Linked DNA regions of Rattus norvegicus: region 2 is linked to region 1. A link is a contact called in public Hi-C data. All regions are on one chromosome and are shown on one strand. Each heading gives the region's core, a stretch centred on a gene start, on an enhancer-like site or on the middle of the called end of the contact. The rest is flanking DNA. Distances are from core to core; before and after follow the strand shown.

What was found. Hi-C and Micro-C count contacts between places; a contact is called where the count stands out from the background.
Region 2: a contact with region 1 is called in a Hi-C map of Schwann cells, with 3 times the contacts expected there. The contact joins the enhancer-like site here to the promoter of Ngfr in region 1. A contact is called at or near these places in 8 of 12 Hi-C or Micro-C datasets (the Rat2 cell line, Schwann cells, frontal cortex and 4 more).

Annotation. Positions count from the first base shown.
Region 1 is chr10:81,028,472-81,033,133 of GRCr8, reverse strand. Ngfr (nerve growth factor receptor) reads left to right here and starts at 2,829. Exons shown (of 6, transcript NM_012610.2): 1 at 2,829-3,010. The coding sequence starts at 2,942.
Region 2 is chr10:81,078,870-81,083,531 of GRCr8, reverse strand. No RefSeq gene overlaps it. Among named protein-coding and RNA genes, the nearest start is that of Phb1, 21 kb to the left of the region's middle. Within about 2 kb of position 2,166, at least 3 of the 93 cell types and tissues checked have an H3K27ac peak or open chromatin away from gene starts, as enhancers often do. A contact at or near this core is called in Schwann cells, where this site is marked.

The DNA.
Region 1 (4,662 bases), core at 1,580-4,079:
CACAGCTGTGCCAGCTATAGTGTGGTTAAGCTAAGGCGTCACATTACAAAGTAACCTGCATATGAAATAACTAATACTCTATCTAGACCAGTGATTCTCAACCTTCCTATGTTGTGGTGACCATAAAATCATTTTTGTTGCTACGTAATAACTGTAATTTGCTACTGTTATGAATCATAACATGAATATCTGATCTTTCCCATGGTCTTAGGTGACCCCTGTGAGAAGGTTTTTTTTTAACTCCCCCAAAGGGCCATATGCACAGGTTGAGAACTGCTGATCAATACTGTCAGCTACACCGTTAGTCTGTTAATACTGTTAGTCTACTGTTGAATCCCCAATAGCAGTATGTGTGGCCTGTAGCAGGGGCTCCCAAACTCACGCCGAGTGCACAAGAGAAGCTGAGTCGCTTTGCGATGAACACCGCCTTCTTCTCTTTGATCCTTGCTACCTTCCTTTAAAGCCCCATCTTATAGATATGAAAACAAAGGCCAGGAAAGATGGTCGTGGCCTCCCTAAGGTGATAAGGAAGAGGCAATGGGGCAGGGGACGAGCATTCGCACTCAGGCCTGCCTCCCCATAATGCAACACTCCTTCTTCTGCACCCTTTGCAGCCACACTCCCCGCCAGCACCCGGCAATGCATCTCAGGCCCGCGCTCAGCTTAATCATAGAAATCCTGCTAATAATAGTAGCAATCGCTGTTTGTAATTGTTGGGGTAAGGCTTAAATGATCAAGACCATGGAAATTATTAATAACCCAGGCCCAGCCATGGTGGTGTGGGTCATTTAAATTGTGTTGAGATGGATAACCTTGGCAATAATAGTAACTGGGATCATAAATTAATAACGGGAGTATTTAAATTAATGCCACACTGTCCGTAGTCTGGTAGTAAGCAGCTCAATGCTTCTGGAAGTACTAATGCTTCTCCTTCCTGCCTCTCATGAATTCAGCAGAGAGTAAGGCAGATCTGTAAAAGCTTTGGGGGAGGGGACATCTTAGAAGTAATCTCCATCCAGGAGGAAGGACTCCCCAGGGACTTCCGAGGTCCTGCTTGCTGCTTAGACTCTTACATCCAGCCATGGTGGCTCATGAACGTGAATTCTCAAAGCCACAGTGATGTCTACCCATCCTTCCTGGGGGCTGTCTGCTGGACTTTATTGGTTACATATGATAGGTCTTTTTTTTTTTTCTTTCTGCAGCAAATGGATTAAGTTTAAGTGACCTAGGAAATCACCTACTTGTGAGCAGGCCTTCTTAATCAATACTCTTGGTCTGTCCCTTGTTTCTATTACTCGGGACTGTAGTTTTGAAGAGGACACAGGAGTCCAGACATAGCTAATATCTGGTGCTGGGATAGACATCCCCACACTGTTCTGTACCAGGGCCTTGGCTCTCTGAGGACCAGAAAAGGGCGGGGCGATGTGATGTTTCTCCTGAAAGACTGACTGCACCTTCCCAGGTATAAGGGTGCCAGGTTTTGATGGGCCAGGTTTTTAGAACATGACCAGTGTGGTCCTCAGAAGGCCTACACACAGCTCATGGATGAGTCTGTCAACGTTGAGTCCCCTGTGAATCCCCTCCACAGAGCATGACTGAACACTTGGGTGGTCAGAGAAGACACTGCTGTCTCTGCCTGTGGGAAGCTCCGAAGCTCGTGTGATCATGTTTGTGTGTGGCTTGTATACTCATGAGTGTGTACATTCGAGGGCTAAATACAGGTATGGGCTTGCGTGAACATCACTGTGCACCGTGCACATGTGAATGTGTAGGGGTGTGTATGTGAATGTCATCATGTGTGCGTTGATGTATGTCTTAGGAACCCTTGTAGGATAAGTGGGTTTATATGAGCGCCTGAGGATGGTACGAGCAGATGTCAGTACATGAGCACAGGCGTGCTTGAGAGTGTGTTTGTGTATTCCTGGGTTGTATGTGCACACCTGGGAGTCCTTCAAGCTCAGGAAAGGCTGGAGATGTAGCCCCATGATACGATGCTTGCTTGGCATTTGTAAGGTCCTAGGTTCTATCCTCTGTGTGTGTGTGTGTGTGTGTGTGTGTGTGTGTGTGTGTGTGTAGAGAGAGAGAGACAGAGACAGAGGTAGAGACAGAGAGACAGAGACAGAGAGACAGAGACAGAGAGAGAGACCAAGAGACAGAGACAGAGAGAGAGACAGAGAGAGAGAGACCAAGAGACAGAGACAGAGAGACAGAGGCAGAGACAGAGAGAGAGACCAAGAGACAGAGACAGGGAGAGACAGAGAGAGACAGAGAGTCAGGGACAGAAAGACAGAGACAGGGATCTCAAATAGTGATATTGGGATAGATTTCACTTTGAATGCCCCAAGGAACATATCCCTCCACAAGTGGGAAGGAGCAGCCGAGAGAAGATGGAATAAAGTGTATACCCAACCGTAAAAGGAAGGCAGCCTCATTTTCGGAATAAGGGCTAGGTAGGGAACTAGGAATCAACCGAGAGGCTGAAGAAGGCGTTTAAGAGAGTGAACCCCGAGGCAGGCCTCATCAGTAGGAGAGCAGTGGCCCCCTGCTGGATCCGCAGCATCCGGGACTGATGCTCGGCATAACCAGCGGTGCACTGGGTATGTGGGACAGCCCACAGAGAAGCCGCAGCGGGGCACACGGGTGCGGCTCCTCGCACGCCTCACTTGGCTGCTCCGGACTCCACACCCCAGGCAGCCGGGCGGGCGCGGTTCCGGACGGTTGGGGGGGGGGGTAGTTGGGCGGGCTGGGCGGGGAGGAGGCGGGGCTGCTGCATTGCCTTCACCCAGCTGCTCCCGCCCGCCCGCAGCCAGAGCGAGTGGAGCCTCCGCCAGCTCCGGCGGGCAGCAGGCGCTGGAGCGCAGCGCAGTTCAGCTCAGCGCAGCACCATCGGTCTGCGGAGCGGACTGAGCTAGAAGCGGAGCGCTGACGCCGGAGGCGTGCAATGAGGAGGGCAGGTGCTGCCTGCAGCGCCATGGACCGGCTGCGCCTGCTGCTGCTGCTGATTCTAGGGGTAAGTGGTTAGCAGGAGGGACTCCTGTTGACCTTTTCAAAGAGCTGAACCCCAAGGAGACCTGGGTGCCACCACCCAGAGAACAGAATAGGACGTCAAGGTCCCAGATGTTGGGAACGGGTGGCGGAGGAGCTGCGGGGCGGTGACTCACAGGGGCGCTCCTAGCTTCTAGGACTTTCAGAGCGAGCGCAGAGGCGACCCAGTCCCAGGATAGAGATGCAGGCAGGAGTGTTGTAACGATGCTGGTTCTTGGTGCTGCTGGTACCGCTGGTGGTGGTCCTTGGGCACTACGGTGGGTGCGGTGTAGGGGACTGGGAGCAGTTTCTCAGGGGCGGGGGTTGGAGGGAGGTTTGGAAATCTCAGGCGCCTGGGTTCTTCTGACGACAGCATGTGAATTCTGGGATCCCGCGGGGAGTTTTCTCTTTAGCATCTTAGTCCCTGGGGAGTTGTAGGACAGAATCCGGCGCGAGAGAAGGAAGGGGAAGAGATCAGCGCTAGAGATGTGAGGGGCTAGAGACGGAACAATGGGGGAGGCGGCTAGAGGGACTGGAGGCGGAGGGGACCCGGTATGGACAATGGGGACCGGCCAGACAATGGGGGGGAGGGGCGTCGAAAGGAACGATTCGGGAGTGGCAGAGAGGTTGAAGAGAGAGAAGTAGAATTTATGGAGGGCAGAAAAGAGACAGCCACTAAAGAGATAGAGAGGTGGAAAGCCGGTGCAGACCCTGAAGTGCTCAGGGCCCCGCCTGTCTACTCAAGGTCGGTGCGATGAGGACAGCCGAGTCACAGAGGTTTCCCGCGTGGGTTCTAGCACTCTTTCTAGCGGCCTCGCCCAGTCCGGGAATTGCGTCTGGGCATCCCAGGCTGGGAGGGGAGCGCCCACTTCACTGTGACAAATCCGCTTCCAGGATGGTTCCTTGGCAAACCTTTCATACGCTTTGAAGCAACGCAGTGGACTTGGAGAGACAGAGCCAGGACATCCCCTTACCCTATCAGATGCCAGCGGGCTCTTGGGATGCGAGCGCTAGGACTCTCAAGGCGGTGATGGTTCCGGCAGCGCATAGCTCGGGGATGCAAAAACCCCAGGCGACCCGCAGGGGGCACTGCGGGTGAGGGATTGCTATGGGAGCTGCGTGTGCGCCTAGGGCTGCGCACTGCACCCCTTCTAAGTTAAGCGGCCACCCGCCCTGCGCCCTCCGCGCTCCTTCCGGTAAGGAACTTAACAGGATCATCATCCCGCCCACACCTGGCCAGGCTTTCGGTAAAAGTCAATGAACCCTTCTCAAATGAGACAGGGGCCGCTTGGATACCTGGCATTCTGTCGGATTGCTGTTCCAGCTAAGGTCATCGGGTCCTCCTTCTATGAACCCGAGTTCTCTAGGTATTTCTGACCAGATCTTAAGGAAGGTTAGCAATGAAAGTGGCGTCCTTACTCTTCCCTCCACCGTTTCCTTCCTGCGAGCACTGCCGCCCCCCCCCCCCCCCAATCTCCATCCTACTGATAAGGAGGCAGGGACTTCGGAGTTTAAACAAGTTGGTTAAGATCTCACAAGCCAGAGCCCTGTGGCTGGGTGGCCACCCCATTCCAGCTCTGTACTCCCTCTATTCAAGAGAGCATCTGGGGGGGGGGGCGTAGGTGGGCAGGGGCGGCA
Region 2 (4,662 bases), core at 917-3,416, 51 kb before region 1:
TCAGTACATGTGCTGAGTGATTAAATGCTTGCACAAATGGTCGGGGAAGTCGCATGCCGGGTTGTAATCTCCCCTTGTCTTTGCCGAATCCTGTGGCGATGAGGTGGGAGGCATGGACAAGGAGTGTGGCTCCGTTTGTCGTTGTGGGACCTTGGGCACACAAGTTTAAAAAGCCCAAGCTAATTCCTCAAAGGAGGGGCGTTGGCCTCTGCGCTGTATTATCACCTAGCTGGGGGGGGGGTGGCGTGTCCCTCCCCACACTGGGGAAAGTCAAAGCACTTTCTTCTTGTCCATCCGTCCTTCCGCCCTCTGCGCCTCACTTACAGCAGACTTTTCCTTTCAGTCTCAGGGCAATGAGAAGTCCATGGAGGCTTTTAAGTGAGGAAGTGACATGATTTGATTTCCATTTTCTAAAGATTGCTCTGTCTGCTGTGTGGCAAATGCAGTGTAGGGGGACAAGAGTAGAAGCAGGGAGGGGCAGAAGGAGGTGGCACAGGCGGGGGTGGGGTGGGGAGAGACAGAGAGATAGAGAGGAGAGAGACACAGATCAGAGAGAGACAGCAAGAGACAGAGAGACACACAGAGAGAGACAGAGAGACACAGAGAGAGACAGGGACAGAGAGAGCAAGAGAGAGACACAGAGACAGAGAGACACACAGGGACAGAGAGACAGAGGCAGAGACAGAGACAGCAAGAGACAGAGAGATACAGAAAGAGACAGAGACAGAGAGAGCAAGAGACAGAGAGACACAGAGTCAGGGACACATACACACAGAGCAAGAGAAAGAGAGACACAGAAACAGGAAGACAGAGAGACACACAGAGACAGAGAGAGACAGAGAGAAAGACAAGAGAGAGAGAAAAAGGGAGGGAGACACACAGAAAGAGACAAAGAGAGAGAAAGACAGATGAGAGAGTCCCTTTCCAGCTCTCTGGTATAGAGGTCTTGACAGAGAGAGACACAGAGAGAGACACAGAGAGAGACAGAGAGAGACAGAGAGAGAGACAGAGACAGAGACAGAGAGATTGGAGAGATGGAGGAAAGTAGACACAGGTTTTAGAGGGGGAGGTGATGATGTGACTGGTAAATGAGGACTCAGCACAGAAGGCTCCAGAAGTGTACACAGAAGGTTCCAGAAGCATATACAGAAGAAGTTAAGGGCTGGTTGAGAAGAGCCCCAGAGAAACTGTGTTTGCATAGCAAGGCACACAGTTCTCATGTAGACCACTAACTCAATGTAGTGGCGGAGATGAACAGGTTCTTAGGGAGAGGGAGGGGAGGGACACAATTCTGTATCTTTGAGCCAATCCTTTTGTTTTGTTTTGTTTTTCTGAGGCAGGGTTTCTCTGGGTAGCCCTGGCTGTCCTGGAACTCAATCTGTAGATGAGGCTGGCCTTGCACTCACAGGATCTGCTTGCCTCTGCCTCCCAAGTGCTGGGATGAAAGGTTTCACCACATCTGGCTCTGAGTCTTAAAGTCACCACTGGATGCAAGCCTTGCATGGAAAGTCTAAAGAAATCCAAACAAAGGAGACCTCTTCAGTGGGATCTTAGCCTAAAAGTCACCTCGGGCAGGCCAGCTTGCACACAGTGGCTGTAGGGAGGACAGATATTGGTCCTCACCCACTACCACTCTTGATGATGCCTTTCGTTATTAACACTTTTCAAAGCTTTGGTACAGTTTTTGATGCAACACTTTCTAGAGCCTTGCTCTGAAGTCCCTTCCCAGCTCTCTGGTACAGAAGTCTTGACAGGTTTTGATGGAGAGAGAAGAGCCAGTTGAGCATAGGAGATGGTATTTGTGTGGAAGGAGGGGGAGGACCTATGTCTGGAAGAGAGCTCAGAGCACGAAGGTGGTAAGTGGCCACCCCTACCCTGACTGCTGCCCGTGCCCCAGCTCCCCCAGCTGCTGAGGAGGGAGGCTGGGGAGGAAGGAGGCCCAGTGATTAAGAGCTCCGGTTGTCAGGGATAGGGGCCAGGGGGCACGCCCCCTGGGTGACATTTTCTCGCATTGTGTCCTGTGAACAAAAACGAGTCTTATTTGAGGAGCTGGAGTGGGGAGGGGCAGGGGGCGCCGAAGCAGCCGAGTGGAATCGTGGCTCCAGGGAATAGCCATTACTCATCAAAGGCCGGGGCAGCCCGCGTCTTTGTGTGCCCTCCACAACCCGCCCGTGCCTGGCCACAGGCCCCGGCTGTGATGTTCAGGGCTGCGGGCGGAGCTGGGATCGTGTGTGGGCAGAGCCGGCGTTGGCAGCCTGGACCCGGCGGGCTTCCTGGAGGAAGGGGTGTGGAACAAGGCAGCGGGGAGCTCAGCACCGGCAGGTGAAGCGCTAGGGGCTGAGGGGGAAAAAAAGGACGGGGCACAGGAGATCAGGGGCGAGGTAGGGAAGGGGTAGAACCTCAAAGGTGTTAATGCAGCCCCCGGATGGAGTGTCCTGGAGGAGATGGGGGAAGGGGCCGCTTCCTGCTACACTAGCTATTTTGGGGCCTGAATCAAATCAAATCCGCCGCAGCCCCCAGAGCCCCCAGCAGCTGCGCAGAACAGCTGTCCGGCCACCGAGGGCGAGGGGCGGCTGGAATGGCGCTTCCTGCCCCCCACCCATCTCTCCACTGCCCAAGGGTGTGGGCTGCAAGAGAACCTCTAAGAGGGCAGGAGAGCGCTTTGGGTTCCAGGCAGAAACCTGGGTCTCCCTCACCCTGTGTTGTGCTACGGTTACAGCTGAGATTGGCCTCTCTGTGCTCTTTTCTGCACATTCCCTCTTCGGTAAGCCCCTTTCCAGGTCAAGCCATGCCTGCCAGAGCAACGCCCCCAACCCTCCCCCATGCCCCCATCTCCAGTCCCTTGGAAGCCTTCTGGTCCTCTCTTGATGAGACGGGCTTTTTCTCTGAGCCCTAATTCTCAATAACGGCCCTCTGGCTCTCGATTTTGCCTCTGCCTGGGTTTTTTGGGCATCTGTTTGGCGAGACAGGTCAGCCCTGGCATGTGCTTTCAGGATTTAGCTATGCTCGGTAGAGACCTCTCGTGCCAACTGGAATCCCAGGCATTGGTTTGCCAGAGAGTGGGGAGAGCCCCACTTTCTCCTTAGTCCACCCTGGCCTAAGGCCAGCCAGTGGCCACTGGTGTGAGCAAGGCTAACCGTGGCCTGGGGCAGGCCTGTCCCTCAGGTCACAAGTCCATGACGAGTCCCCCTCGTGCCGTTTTGTGCAGAAAGACCCCATTGTCCTGGGGGCATAGCTGAGGGGTGAGTTCAGAGGCCAGAAGACCACTGGCTTGGTCATAGTTTTCTGACCACAGCAGGGCTGTGGCCCAGGGAAACACCCACTGTAGGGGTGGTTGTACAAAGCACACAGAGCTAAAAGCCCCGACAGGGGCCCCAGCACTGTCCCCCCACCCCCAGCCCTGGAGATGGCCCTTCCTCTCCTTCCACATTCCTGCTGGCAGATACTTTTCTTCCCTTACCCTACTGGAGGTCAATCTTCCCACCATGGCTGGGAGGACTCCAGTGCAGTCACTTGAAGGGGAAGCTGGGGGTGTGACACCTGTCCCTAGGGGCCCCCCCGGGAAGTCCCTGCAATCCCACTGACACTGGGGCTGGAGCCCAGCATGCTTTGATCTCCTGTGTAGCACATGTATGGTCAAAGCTGCCAAGACAAGGAGATGTGCCAAGCAGATCTTTAGGCCACGCCCACTGCTAAGCTTGTCTTCTGGTCTGAGGCCTCCTCATCCACACAGGCCTCCCCTGGTGGCCCTCTGCTAACTCCTGCAATCTCCCCCCCTCCTCCCACCCCTCTGTTCTCCACAGAGTGTCCCCTCAGGACAGCAGCATCCTCTGTGGACCCAGAGGACATAGAGGCATAAATGTAGTTGAGATAGGTTGTGACCCCCCCACCCCCGTCTCTCTCTGTCTCTCTCTGTGTGTGTCTCTTGCACACACACATGTGCATACACACACACACACACACACACACACACACACACACACACACACACACACAGACTTGATGCCCCAACTATCACCCTCAGCCCCTGCAACCAGCCAGACCAGCCTAGGAAAGGTTGAAAAGGAAGCCATTTCAGAAGCTGGGATCCCTTCAGCTTCTTGGCCCTACAGGGTTGGCCAGGGTTCCACGTGTGAAAAGGCGTATGTGTCAGAGGTGACCATGCTCCAGCGGAACCCGAGCTATGCTGGTCCTGGTGTATGATGCCAGGAGCCTACAGCGGAGTTCTCTGTGGGCTCATCCACACAGGATCTGGCAGTGAGAGGCGGTCCCCACGCCCACCTTCCCCTCTCCAGGGTTGGCCCACTTCTGCACTCAGAAGATCGTGGTATCTGTGTCTAGCCTCGGGCCTTCCTGTTGCAGCTCATTCCCACCCCAAGAGACAGCAGGGACTATGAGATTCGGGAAAGGAGACAGAGAGACCCGAAGAGCAAGAGCCTGGGACAGAAAAACCAGCAAAGCCATCAGTGAAGAGACTTGGGGGTGAGAGGGAGGGAGAGGAGAGGAGATAGCAGGAGGGGGAGGTGACGGGCAGGGAGGAGGGAGAGCAATAGGGAAGAAGTGCTGAGCCAGGAGCAGGGAGGAAGGAAGCTATCAGCCTTGGCCTCCCTCCCTCCCTGCCTCCCTCCATCCCTCCATCCAGCCTTGCAGGCACCCTTCCAG